Regions from separate parts of the Mus musculus genome. Here all the other regions are linked to region 1. The links are chromatin contacts, called in public Hi-C and HiCAR-type maps. All regions are on one chromosome and are shown on one strand. The core of a region is the stretch at or near the end of the contact, and the rest is flanking DNA. Distances in the headings are between cores, read along the strand shown. Region 1 holds the start of A730043L09Rik (RIKEN cDNA A730043L09 gene). Region 2 overlaps Paqr5 (progestin and adipoQ receptor family member V). Region 3 overlaps Glce (glucuronyl C5-epimerase).

The links. A called contact is a pair of places that touch in the nucleus more often than the background predicts. HiCAR-type assays count read pairs that join an accessible place to other places.
Region 2: a contact with region 1 is called in a HiCAR-type map of kidney, with 4 times the contacts expected there. The contact joins the enhancer-like site here to the promoter of A730043L09Rik in region 1. A contact is called at or near these places in 15 of 39 promoter capture datasets (the 3T3-L1 cell line, 3T3-L1-derived adipocytes, the C10 cell line and 11 more), 2 of 15 datasets of contacts at CTCF or cohesin (embryonic stem cells and stem cell-derived epiblast-like cells), 12 of 484 Hi-C or Micro-C datasets (the AML12 cell line, bone marrow-derived macrophages, cerebral cortex and 3 more), 8 of 115 datasets of contacts at active chromatin or transcription factors (SST interneurons, embryonic basal ganglia, embryonic forebrain and 4 more) and 1 of 9 other capture datasets (embryonic stem cells).
Region 3: a contact with region 1 is called in a Hi-C map of liver, with 4 times the contacts expected there. The contact joins the enhancer-like site here to the promoter of A730043L09Rik in region 1. A contact is called at or near these places in 8 of 39 promoter capture datasets (cranial neural crest, embryonic stem cells, frontonasal cranial neural crest and 3 more), 2 of 484 Hi-C or Micro-C datasets (embryonic stem cells and liver), 1 of 115 datasets of contacts at active chromatin or transcription factors (embryonic stem cells) and 1 of 9 other capture datasets (embryonic stem cells).

Annotation. Positions count from the first base shown.
Region 1 is chr9:62,241,840-62,246,090 of GRCm38.p6, reverse strand. It overlaps A730043L09Rik (RIKEN cDNA A730043L09 gene), which reads left to right and starts at 1,991. Exons shown (of 3, transcript NR_040769.1): 1 at 1,991-2,147; 2 at 2,290-2,403; 3 at 2,562-3,495.
Region 2 is chr9:61,997,659-62,001,909 of GRCm38.p6, reverse strand. All of the region lies in intron 1 of Paqr5 (progestin and adipoQ receptor family member V), which reads left to right. Among named protein-coding and RNA genes, the nearest start is that of Gm35152, 23 kb to the right of the region's middle. Within about 2 kb of position 2,424, at least 38 of the 459 cell types and tissues checked have an H3K27ac peak or open chromatin away from gene starts, as enhancers often do. A contact at or near this core is called in embryonic stem cells, kidney and uterus, where this site is marked.
Region 3 is chr9:62,094,342-62,098,592 of GRCm38.p6, reverse strand. All of the region lies in intron 1 of Glce (glucuronyl C5-epimerase), which reads left to right. Among named protein-coding and RNA genes, the nearest start is that of Mir5133, 26 kb to the left of the region's middle. Within about 2 kb of position 1,787, at least 3 of the 459 cell types and tissues checked have an H3K27ac peak or open chromatin away from gene starts, as enhancers often do. A contact at or near this core is called in liver, where this site is marked.

The DNA.
Region 1 (4,251 bases), core at 742-3,241:
GGAATCTGTATTTTGTCCTTAGAGGACAATAGGTGCAGGGCATGTACTTCCTGCTCTTCCTGTTTCCTCCCTGATAGGATACAGATGCTTGTATTATCTACCTGTAGCTCGCTCTCCAGGACTGAGCTGTCGGAGCCGGGCATGATAAGAGTGCTTGCTTAGAGGGCATTTTGATTCCAGCCCTGCTAAAAACGAGAAGAAGGACTCTATCTATCATGGGCCTTGGTAGGGGTAGTCTTACTGGAATGAGGTAAAGCCCTGCAGCCTGCAGGGGGCAGTGAGGCTGAGTCCAAGGTTGCAACAAGAAATACAGAAATACGGGCCAAGCAGCCAAGCTGTGATACTAATTTTATAGCCAAAGTTCAGACAGCTCTGTGATGTGCATCTATGATGTTTTCCTCCTCTGTGTGTGCACGTGTGTCTGTCTGTCTGTCTATCTTGGTCCCTTGCCCTCCTTTTACCCATGCCTCATTGATCTTCTGAGAAGCGAGATGCAGACAATACCTTTCTGCATCCAGTCATCTGGTTTACATACCTAAGAATCCAGCCACCTGGGACGTAGCCACCCTGACAACCTCTCCTCGTCAGTCTTTTCCACTGGGACCGAGGCTAATCACATGCCCTGGTTGTTCCAGTGAAGGTGGTTGGAAAAGAGGGGCTCACTCGCACGAAGCTTCGCCTGTTGGAGCTGGGGCCAGGCCTGGTGCTAGGGCCTTCCCCACAGTCTCCAGTAATCGAAGGTGGGACAGTGGGTAAAAGCACTTGCCACATGTGTATGAGGTTCCAAATTTGGACCCCCTAGAGCCCACACAAAGGCAGACATGATAGCACATGTCTGTAATCCCAGTTGCCTTAGGGCAAGACAAGAGATGGAGTCAGGAGACTCCCCGAAAGCTGCAGGTGCACTCTGCTCTTGGACTGAATATTCAGTTTGAGCCTCTGCTTCAGGTTCCCCCCTATGGGAATTTTCTCCCCTGCTGTGATGGGCTGGACCTCAAACTGGGAGTCAGAATAAACCCATCCTTCTTCAAGTTGTCTTTGCCAGGGTCTTTTCTATCAACGAACTGGAAAACAACCATCTAGTTATGCGCCTGTTGCTGTAATAAAGCACTTTGGGAGGGAAAGGGTTTATTTCATCTTACAGTTCTACATTGTAGTGTGTCAGTCACCAAAGGAAGTCAGGGCAGGGACAAGAGGCAGGGACTGAAGCACAGCCTGTGGAGGAGGGCTGCTTTCTGGCTTGCTCCCCACAGCCTGCTCAGCCCATTATTTTTAATACAATCCAGGACCTCTAGCCCAGGGGCGGCATAACCCACAGAGGGCTGGGTCCTCCCACATTAATCATTAATCAAGAAAATGCCCCATAGGATTATGTATAGGCTAATATCACAGGGCACTTTGCTAGTGCAAGTCTCTCTTCCCAGATGAATGAAGTCTGTGTCAAGTTGACATACAACTAACCCGGAAAGGAGCTAAGACACTGGTCATAGGTGAAAGAACTTGGTCGGAAGAATTGAGTGTCCTTCTGTCCCCCATGACTAATCGAAAGTGCCCTTTGCTTTCTCTATAGGCAGACTCCAGTTGTCCACAAGAGGGCGCTGTAGAACCAGGGAATCTCCGGAGGCTTCACTTCACTTCACCCGGAGGCAGGATCGTTCCTAAAGGGTTTAAATGGAATGAAAGAGGGCCTGGAGGACGCACCCTGTTACAGACTCTCTGCTTCAGGCAGCACCTCCAGGCTCAGTCTCTGACCATCTGTGGGTATCTGTCCTTCTTCTCTGTAAGCTGTGAACTTCCCAGGGTCTGACCTGTGGTGCCGGAGACCTAGCACGCGTGAGGTGGACAGGCCTAAGCTGGCTGAGAGTGTCACTGGAGCACGGGAGTACTGAAACGTACGAGCTCTGGAAAGGAGTGCAGCACATCAAGTTGTCAGCTGGGATCTGGAGACCAGGAGTGCAAACACAGCGGGCGGAGTGACGCTGCCAGAGCCATTCTGCTCTGAGAGACAGCAGGCATTAGCAAAACCAACCGTTAGGTGCACAAGTGCCGTTTGTTAATGCGCTGGGAGCCAGAGGACACTGATGGGAGGAGAGGTCACACAAGCTTTACTGAGAAGTGTCACTAGCCTGGCAGACAAGACTGAAAAGGTGGGGGGCGGTGTTAGGGACAGCAGCAGAGATTGTCCCTGTGCAAACACCTGGTCAGCAGTCGGGTCACTGGACTGACATAGTTTCTGCTGTGCTGTGCTTGGAGATGTGCCTCTCTGAGCCATCACTTTACCATCCACAGAGTGAACAAATCGATGTGTGTCGGGTGCAGACGTCGAAGCCCACGCCTGTAATCCAGCACGTGTGGATATGAAGGCAGAAGAATCAGAAATGGAAGGCCAGTCTCAGCGCCGTGGTGAGTTCAAGGTCAGAGTGGGCTACATGAGATCCTTCCTCAAAAAAAAAAAAAAAATTGATGTTTTTGTGGCAAAAGGTATATTTTTTTAAAAAAAGAAACCCCAATAGAACATTATGTTTAAAAAAGACTATCTGACATGCCTGTTCACGTGACAGAAAAATAAATGACGGGCCAGAGAGATGGCTCAGCAGATGAAGGTACTCGCCACCAACACTGACGACCAGAGTGCCACTCCAGGACCCAGATGGTGGAAAGAGAGAACCAGCTGCTTAGGACTGTTCTCTGACCTCCACATGCCCTCCCCCCTTTCCCTTTTCTCCGTCCCCCTCTTTCCCACTCCTACATGATTCTCTCACCCATGGGGGGGGGGCCCAGCCCGGTGACCATACCCTACTCAGGGTTTCCTTCTCCCGTGGCCCCCAATCACAGGGATGCAGTGAGCATCCAACAGTCTGGCTCCAGTTCAGATATTAAAGCGCCATCTTTAGGAACTGTCCCAGGTAGCTGCCAAGGGTACCCTATCTCCCCACCCTCTGCTTTCACCTGAGCTCCTTATCCTGGGCACATGCTGGAGACATGCTCAGCAGTCATGAGCACGGCTGTTCTTCCAGAGGACCAGGGTTTGGTTCTTGGTACCCATAGCTGGTGGTTCACAAAGCCTGTGACTCCAGTTCCAGGGGATCCTATGGTCTCTCCTGGCCTCTGTGGGCAGCACCACACACACTCTTGTTACACACATTGTGGTGGTTTGAATGAAAATGGCTCCCATAGGCTCAGAGGGAGTGCCACTGTTAGGAGATGTAGCCTTATTAAAGTAGATATGGCCTTGCTGGAGGAAGTGTGTCACTGGGGGTGGGCTTTGAGGTTTCAGATGCTCAAGCCAGGCTCAGTCACACTCTCTCTTCCTGCTGCCTGTGGATCCAGGTGTAGAACTCTCAGCTACTTCTCCAGTGCGTCTGCCTATATGCCTCTGTGCTTCCCACCATGGTGACAATGGACAAAACCTCTGAGCTATAAGCCAGCTTCCTTTATAAGTGTTGCCATGGTCATAGTGTCTCTTCGAAGCAATGGAAGCCCCATATAAGACACACATAAATAAAAAATAAAACCTTAAGACTTTAGCCAGGAGTTACTCATGATGATATTTTAAATCCATATACTTATGCATGGCTTATGTAATATTTTTTAAATAAACAAATGTAGAGATGGTAATGTCACCTGAGATCTCCAATACTGGATGGGGGGAGATAGCTCAATAGGTAACGCCACTGCTGTACAACCATGAGTACCTGAGGAAAAATAGCTGTGTATGGTGGGGTGCACCTGTCCCCCCACTGCACTGGGGACCCCGGGAGGTTATTGACCAATAACCTGAACTATCTCCAGATTCAATGAGGGACCCTGACACCAAACATAAGGAGGAGAGTGACAGAGAAAGGCATGTGACATCAGAACCTGGCCTCACTCGGCCACACATAGCTGCACATGCTACACACAGAGGTGGGAGATTTCAAGAGCTCAAGTGAGTGTATTTCAGGTAATGGCCAAGGGATGGGCCACCCAGTGTATAGGGGGAACACCAATGCCCAGACATGGGCATTATTCATTATTTTTAGTCCCAGGCTTAAGTGATCTAAGTATTAAAATGAGAAACAGCCTCATGGAAGTCTGAGGCTGGCCTGAAAAGCCTGCATAGATCATGAGCAGATATAAAGATAAAGTTGTGGACACAGGGACCAAGCTTAGCACAAGCCCAAACGGGAGTCCAGACACCTGGGGCATGGTCTGTGCCAAACAAGTACATCGCCAGTCTTTTTATGGCTCATCTTTATAGTGATCTTGCTC
Region 2 (4,251 bases), core at 1,175-3,674, 240 kb after region 1:
GCTGAGCCATCTCACTGGCCCCCTGGCTGCAGATCTGTAAACTGTAAGCCCGTGAGTCTAGAAACTGCCCTGGGGCCCTTGGTTCTCACAGTGCTCCCACCCCTTCCAGTCCTGTGGGAAATGGGCGTCTAGGACTCTGTGTGCTCTGAGCCTCAAGCTGAAGTTACTCAGTTTCTCTCCTTGTGATTGGACAATTGATTTTGTCACCAGGAGTCTAGACTGTGATGAGTGAACCCAGAGCTATGTGGCTTTATGTTTATCAAGAGAAGTGGGACTGGGCAGTGGTGGTGCACACCTTAATCCCAGCACTTGGGAGGCAGAGGCAGGCAGATTTCTGAGTTTGAGTCCAGCCTGGTCTACAGAGTGAGTTCCAGGACAGCCAGGGCTACACAGAGAAACCCTGTCTGGAAAAACAAACAAACAAACAAAACCAAAAAACAACAACAACAACAACAACAACAACAACAAAAGAAAGAAAGAAAGAAAGAAAGAAAGAAAGAAAGAAAGAAAGAAAGAAAGAAAGGAAGGAAGGAAGAAAGAAAAGGAAAGGAAAGGAAAGGAAAGGAAAGGAAAGGAAAGGAAAGGAAAGGAAAGGAAAGGAAAGGAAAGGAAAGGAAAGGAAAGGAAAGGAAAGGAAAGGAAAGGAAAGGAAAGGAAAGGAAAGGAAAGGAAAGGAAAGGAAAGGAAGAACTGGGGTTCAAGATTCCTATGTGAGGACCCCCAATTTCTTAAGTGTAGGCCTAGGTTTTGTTTTTATTCAATATTTTAAGTAATCCTTTGAGACTATCATGTCTGTTTGATTTTTGGTTTGGTTTGGCTTTTTTTGACAGGGTCTGGTGTATCCCAGACTGGACTCTAACTTGCTATGTAGTGGAGAATAACCAACTTCTGATGCTCCACTCCCTGGATACTGAGATCTCTGGCTTGTCCCACTACACGGTGCCATTTATGCAGTGCTGGAAATCAAACCCAGGGCTTTGTGCATGCTGGGAAAGCCCTGACTTGGATGGTTTTTCCTCAGTTGCTTTAGTTATTTACAAGAACAGTTGTACAAAGGTGCAGAGCCTTCCTTCGGCTCCTCCACTCCATCCCCAGGCTGTTGCTGTTAAAGTGGCATGTATAATGGATATAGAGATAGAGATACTTTTGCTTAAGACAAAGTAGCCAAGGCTGGCCTTGAGCTCCTGTTCCTTCTGCCTCCATCTCCTGCTAGGATACAGATGTACATCACCACACCCTAGCCAGAGAAATGTGAGCTAATCAATACAGATACATTGTTATTAACCAGGATCTTTGTTTCTATTAGGGCTTCTTCTGTGCTGTGCCTTCTGTGGGTTTGACAAATGCATAATGTCACATGGCCATCATTACAGAATGGTTCTGGTTTAAAAAAAAACACTTTAGAAGGCAGAAGGCTATTTGCTTTGTCCTCCCCGCCCTGGCAGGGTTCAGCCGCGCCCAATATCCAGCTCTGCCTTGCTCTCTCTGTCTCTGCAAGTGGCTCTGTCTATTTGGCTCATCTCCTTCTTGGATTCAGGCTCCTGGGAGGCTCCTCAGGAGTGGTTTAAGAGTCCCAGTCTGGGCCACTCTGCAGAAAACCTTGAGAGCTGGCAGCCTTCCCAGACCAGGACAGCCCTGCCCCTTGTCACACCTGGATGGGTGGCTGGCCTGAGCCAGGGGTGTGCCCTGTGTGGGGCTGAGGCTAAGCACTGTACCCTAAGCAGAGCGAAGGGGAAACTCAGGGTGTGGCTGGCAAGCCTGTTTGTAGACTGGCGGGGCCTGCAGGGCAGGAATGGGGAAAGAGATGAAGGGAGCTGGGTGGGACCCCCACATTCCACCCACGTCTTTCCACTCAGAAGGAGCAAGCCACCAGGCTTGGGAAAACAGTTGAGAAGGAGAATTAACTCAGAACAACCTTACCTGCAAAGCTACACCCACATGTGCTGGGAGATTCAGGTTTCCTCTCATTGCCCAAACCCCATCCCTACCCCCACCTGAGCTCTGCCTCTATAGAACTGGACTAGGGCTCAGAGCTTCCCTTCCATTTGAGGAGCTCAGAGATCACTGTCACCTTTGAACCTTTGCTCAACCGGTCCCAGCTTCTCCTGAGCTCTCACACTCGGTACACATACCACGCCCACAGCAAATCTACCCTAACCCTCCTCTGGTACTCCCTCCATGAGGACTCCCTGCAGGTCTCTCCCTCTCAGCTTTGCCCCTTTGTCCACAGAATAGCTGACCCAGTTGTTCACCAGTCTCTGTGTTCCCATCCTTCTGAGGAACTTGCCATGGTTGTATGCTCCATCCACAGAGTGCCTAGACCTCTAGATCATTCACCAGCTTCACCCTATGGGTAAGTGGGTGAGTGGAGGGTGAAGTGACCCGTATAACATCAGAGAGAATACTCAATAAGGTTTTATAGGGTCTCATAAAAATAGACCAAGCCCTGTCTCCAATTGAGCCATCTAAAGAGTGGCTTAAAGGGTGACCGCACCCTCAAGACTCAGAGTGAGCATGTCTTCGTGTCTGGGTCCCAGCCACTGAGTGGCTTGCTGCTGGCGTGCTTTAGGCAGAGAGCTTCCATCCATTATTCAGTCAGTCTTCCAGCCTATGAGGCCCAAAGCTGAGAACTGAAACTACCAAGTACTAGGATTAAAGGTGGGCACCAAGGGCACCAGCTGGTAAACAGGAGAACTGCACCTCAGCTGTGACCCTAAGACCACTTGGAGGCGGTCAGGAATATGGTGAGGTCGAAGTCGGACTAAGTAGGGGATTGGTGTTCCTCCTGGAGGAAGCAGGCATGACTAGACCTTGAATGTCCAGAGAAGTGAACAGTCGGAGACGTTTGAGACCTGGGGACAGGCCCTAATCCTCCTACCCCCACCCGCCCCAGGGACTGTAGAAAGAGGTTATGAGTGACCATTATCCAGGCCTGGGCTCCCTCTGGGTGGCCCACAGTGACATCTGGGCTGCAAGTAAACCCTGCATGTGGTCTGGCCTGCAGGTGATCTGGCCTGCATGTGGTCTGGCCTGCATGTGGTCTGGCCTGCATGTGGTCTGGCCTGGAGGTGATCTGGCCTGAAGGTGATCTGGCCTGGAGGTGATCTGGCCTGCAGGTGAGCACTAAGCCTGTTGCCCCAAGGTGTGGACATTGCTCTGGTGCAGACAAGTCTAGCAGAAGGCTTCTCTTGGGGCTGGCTGCAGAGAAGGGTCCCATGTAGCCAGCAAGGTAGGCAGAACAAGCCCTTCCTTCATCCATCAACTGTAGCGCCTGTCCAGGTGGAACCTGCATAGCCACTTCAGCCCTGAGGTCTGTCTAGACACCACAGCGCCTCAGAATTTGACTTAATTCTTGTTGACCAGACACTCACTGAGGTTGGTGGTCTGGAACATTTTTTTTTCAGTTCACAAATATCACTGAATATTTGATAGCATGACTGATCCCCAGTGACACAAGTGCAGATGTGCACTACACCACACACATACACACACACACACTTACACACTTTCTGTGTTTTCTAGGATCAAAACCTCTGCCCCAGTAGGTGTCACAGCTGTTGGCCCCTCTCCTGATATTTTCTGATCTAGTATTTCCCAGGCTAGTCAGGACTCAGTAAATTGACTTTGTGACCTATTGACAGCATATTGCCTGCATTTTGATCAGCAGACATATTGTGAAGAGGCCCAGCATTGTGGCCCTCATGAACAGTGACCTCCACAGGCTACTTCTGTTTGCCGAGGTGGGCATTCAGACTCTGGCTGAAGCCTGGCTGGAGCTTGGGAGTGCGTCCCGGCTAAGGAATGGCAGCTTGCCAACTGTCCTGTGAGCTTGCTCTTTTCCCTCAGATTCGGGCTCCCACAGGGCGGAGCTACTGGATTTTCCAGTTCTACAGACAGCTATGTACAGGTTCCCGCATTGCTTAGAGAGCTTGTTTCATCTTGACTTTGCCAGGCCCTTGTCCAGTGACCTCAGGCAAGTCCTTTCTTATCTAGAGTGTCTATCTATATAATAGCAAGAATGCTGGGTTGAGCAAGTCTGTGTCTCTGCAGAGAGGGATCGGCAGCAACAGGAAATACATGATACATGTTTGTTTGTTTGTTTGTTTGTTTGTTTTTTCTGGAAGATTTGGAGAGAATACATTTTTGTATTAAAATAGCTACAACTGAGTTCTGGACCAGGCTATAACATACATGCTTAAAAGAAGATACTTCTATTATGGTAAAAGTATATTGCATACACTTGGATTATTC
Region 3 (4,251 bases), core at 538-3,037, 150 kb after region 1:
CAAACAATTCTAGTTAATTATAGTTCAGCTTGACTGTGTATAACTTTGTAACCTTGAGAAAACTAGCTAAACCTAAGATATATTTTTCCATCTGAAAAATATCATGTGTATTTGGAAGGTATGGGGAGATAGATACTGTCTGCCCTACATGTTAATATGAAGATCACAACGGAGGTATGAAAGTATTTTTGGAAATGTGTAATTATACAACACAAGTGTAAAAACCGTTTATAAAATTAGCTCAGCTTAACAAAGTCTTCTTTTTAACTGTGGATTTAACTTCTCATCTAAATACTGTATTCCTTTTATCGATGATAGTTTAAAAAAACAAAAATAATATCTAGGTTGGAAAATGGATGTAAATATTGTTTTAGCAGAAGATGTAACCTAATATAAAAGAATTAAATAATTTTTAACATTCTTTTTTAAAGAATTATTTGAAAGTGTTTATCTTTTTAATTCCTAGTCTTTAATATCTTTTAACTGTTGAATTCTGTGGCACTGCATGTGAAGTTTCCACGTTGGATTATCAATAGAAAATTATTGTTGTTTTCTATATGTATGTAATATGTATGTGTGGGCACATATTCCTATTACATACATGCTAAGGCCAGAGCAGCAGATGGGGTGTCTTCATGAATCCTGAATGGCTCTCAGTCTGTTTCCAAACCAGAAGCTCACAGTTTAGGGTAGGGGCTGACCAGAGAGCTTTTGGGACCTGTCTTTCTGTTCTCCAGTGCTGATGTTAGGGGCATACACAGCTGTATTTGGATTTTTGTATGAATGCTAAGGATTCAAATCCAGGTTCTCATGCCTTCTTACTACCAAACTATCTCTCTGGCCCTGAAAAATTAAAACAATCCAGTTGCTTATTGTCTGATTCTAAACTGATTCTTCTTCTAATTAGTATGTATGTATTCAGAAGAATGCAAACTAACTTAATATAATGCTAGTATGAGTATAATTAGGGAGTTAAACTTGTCAAAATGTAAAGCAATGATTGAAGTATGAATGTAACATTTTGGTACTTTCAGAGTTATTCATAATATTCTGCTGTACTGGCATAGATCAGTGAGAGAATCCCATTGGTTGCTATAGTTATTCTTAAATGCATGTCACCTATGGTGCTTACATTCTAAAAGATGGAGTTACAAAATAAAAGATAAAATACAGTGTATCAGCAATAAATACTACAGAGAAAAGGGTGAAAAAGGGAATGTGGAAAGGGCTGAGAGACATGGAGGTGGGAAGTAGGCAGGCTTGAGAAAGTGGCCATCTAGTGAAGCCTCAAAGGAATAATCACTGAGTAACTGAGGAAGGAACACGGGGATTGCCAGATGTAGCACTAACATCTGTAGAAAGTGTGCCTGGATGCTCTGAGGAGGGAAAAGGACAGTATACTGAATTAGAATCAGGCTAGAGCAGCACTGTGGAGGTCAGAGAAGTGAAGTTGGAGGGTTTTGAACAGAGGAACTGTATGACCTTATTATTTTTAATGGTGAGAGAAACTTGAGAGTTCGAGGCAGAAAGTTTAGGATACTATTACAATAATCCATGTGAGCCTCATAGAAGTCTGATTAGTGTGGTTTCAAGAGAAAGTGGGAAAGGCTGAGGAAGTAGCTAGCTAATACAGTACCTACCTAGTATGAGCAGGACCCTGGGTTGATTTCCAGGAATGTTAAAAAAAAAGGGGGTGGGAATGGACAATTTTGCTGTAGAAGGATCTACTTCCTAGCTTGTTCAGATGGTGGTTGGCAGGATTCATTTCTGCCTGTGGCCAAAGACCTTTGTTCTTTACCGTGTGTACCTATAAAACATTTCACAACTTGGGAGCTGACTGTCAGAGCAAGCAAGAAAGAATCCCAGCATAGAACTTGGTAGCAGGAACATCAGTCTTTAATAACCTTGTCACATAGTGGCATCCTATCATTTCTGCCATATTTGATTTTTTTTGTTGTTGTCAGTAGATTATTAGGTCCATCCTACTCCTAGAGGAAGAAGAAATTACATAAATGTGTAAATACCGGGTAGATCATAAAGTACATCTTTGAAGTTTGCCACTCAGTCTTCAGATACTGGTACTGTAAGATGCTCATCTGGTTGCATGAGTTAGCCTTTTTTTCTAGCATACTCATAACTAGTAACATTCATTTGTGAGAGAGCTGGGTGAAAGTAAGAATTTGGTTTAGGACTATTAGCTAACATGCTTTGTAGCCATGGTCTTGTTTTTTTCTAGTGATTCCTTTTATGAAATGAGTTAGCAGTGTTAAAGTCATGCTATATCCAGTGACATGTGCCTAACATTGTGGAAGCTGAGTCAGGAGGGGCCAAGTTGGAGGTCAGCCTGAGATACATAGCAAGTAAAAGCCATCAGACCACTGCTACCAAGAAAAGAAACTAAAATTTTATCTGGAAGAGCTCAACAAAAGTAGGAAAGCTATTAAAATCAGAAAATATGCAGATACTTTTATAGAAATTTGAAAGATTGCTATATTTTAAGATAATTCAAGTTTTCATACATTTCCAACATAGATACTATTTTATGACTTGGAAGGAAGTGGATATATAAAAATCTATGCAGTTGAAGTATAGCTGAACTTGATATATACTGTAAAATAATCTTTCCTTGTAAAACTAAGCTTTTAACAGACCATAGATTCCAACTGTTTCTTGTTACTGTTGCCCACCCCCCTTGACATAGTTTATATATTGAAGTCAGTTCAATCTTTGTAGGAGAACTAAAAAACATCATCCTAGTCTCACAGCATATTAAATATTACAAATAACTTTCCAGATGAGGAAATGGTCACATAGAGATGTACCCAGGCTTGCTCATGACAGAGCCAGTGCCAGATGCCAAGCCTCCTGATATTATAAATTGCTAGGAATGAGCCTTCTGTAACTCTTAGAATTTTAAGCACCATCCCAGTCTCATACCCAGACCTGAGTTTAGAGTGACATTTGCACACTGAGATTTTTGAATGCTGCTGAGACAGTTCCACTTGCAGCAGAATTTGGGGACTTGTGCTTTTCAGGGAATTGGTGTACTTTAAAGACCCGAGTCATATCAACAGTGCAGACTATCCATTCTGATTTTGGCTAGGTTTGACCAGGGTAGTAAGAAGTAAATCTTTGCATTAAGAAATAACCAAGAATTTTGCTGGGTAGACTTTCCCAATAAAGTAATTCTGTCACTAGTTTGTAAATACCATGTGCAGACTTGTTAATCATGAAATAGAAGTTGTTTGACACTGATGAGGAAAGGAGAAAGTGTTCTGCCATCTGTGTTGTGGCAGGCTTTGCTGTTGTGTTAACTAGATAAATTCTAGCTACTGTTAAACAGACTGTTTGTGAGGTTGTTGTTAATATTTTAAAGAAAGTGTGTAAATACAAAGCGGCAAAGAAGTGGTTCCAGACTTAGAAATAAAAGCCCTAGCTTTGAACGTACATCAGTTCTAATCTGTAACTAGATTCTTTAATAAATACATTTCTTGGGTTTGTGGCAAGGAACAAAATGTTTACAGTTTGGCGTAACCTGTCTGTGGTGCTCTTCTGTGTTCTTCGTGCTATAGACAAGATAAACTGCTAACTTCTGATTGGTTTGTGGCATACCTTCCTTTCTCATCAGCTCTCCACACAGCTCTTCCCACTCCTTCCTTCCTTCCTTCCTTCCTTCCTTCCTTCCTTCCTTCCTTCCTTCCTTCCTCTCTTTCCTTTGGCAGTGGGTCTCACTGTGGCCTAGGTTGCCTCATCCTCCAGAGTTTGGGTTTCCAGATAGCCCCAGCATTTTGTTCTTTTACACATGAAGTTAGTTTTGGTTTAGCATGTTTTCCTTCCTAAAGGATAGATGTGGGAGTGTGATATAAAAGAGTTAAGAATAGCAGAGCAGTCTATGTGGTGGTGCCATACACCTTCAATATCAGAACTTGGTAGGTCGAGATAGGCAGGTCTCTGATTAAAGTTAGCCTGATCTACATATAGAGTTAACTCACATGTGAACATACCCCCCACCCCACCCCCACAGCAATTCTACAAATAATTGTTACTGTATAAATTAGCAAAGTCCCCTCTCTCCCATTCAACAACTAGCAAGGGGTTACACAGTTTTAAAAAAAAAAATCAGCAGTGACTTGGAAAGCAGTATCCAACAGTGACGAATCGCCAACCCAGAAACAGATTATCTTCTTAGAATGGATGATATAGTATAGGCCTTTAATCCCAGCACTGCACTGTGAGTCTGCAGCCAACCTG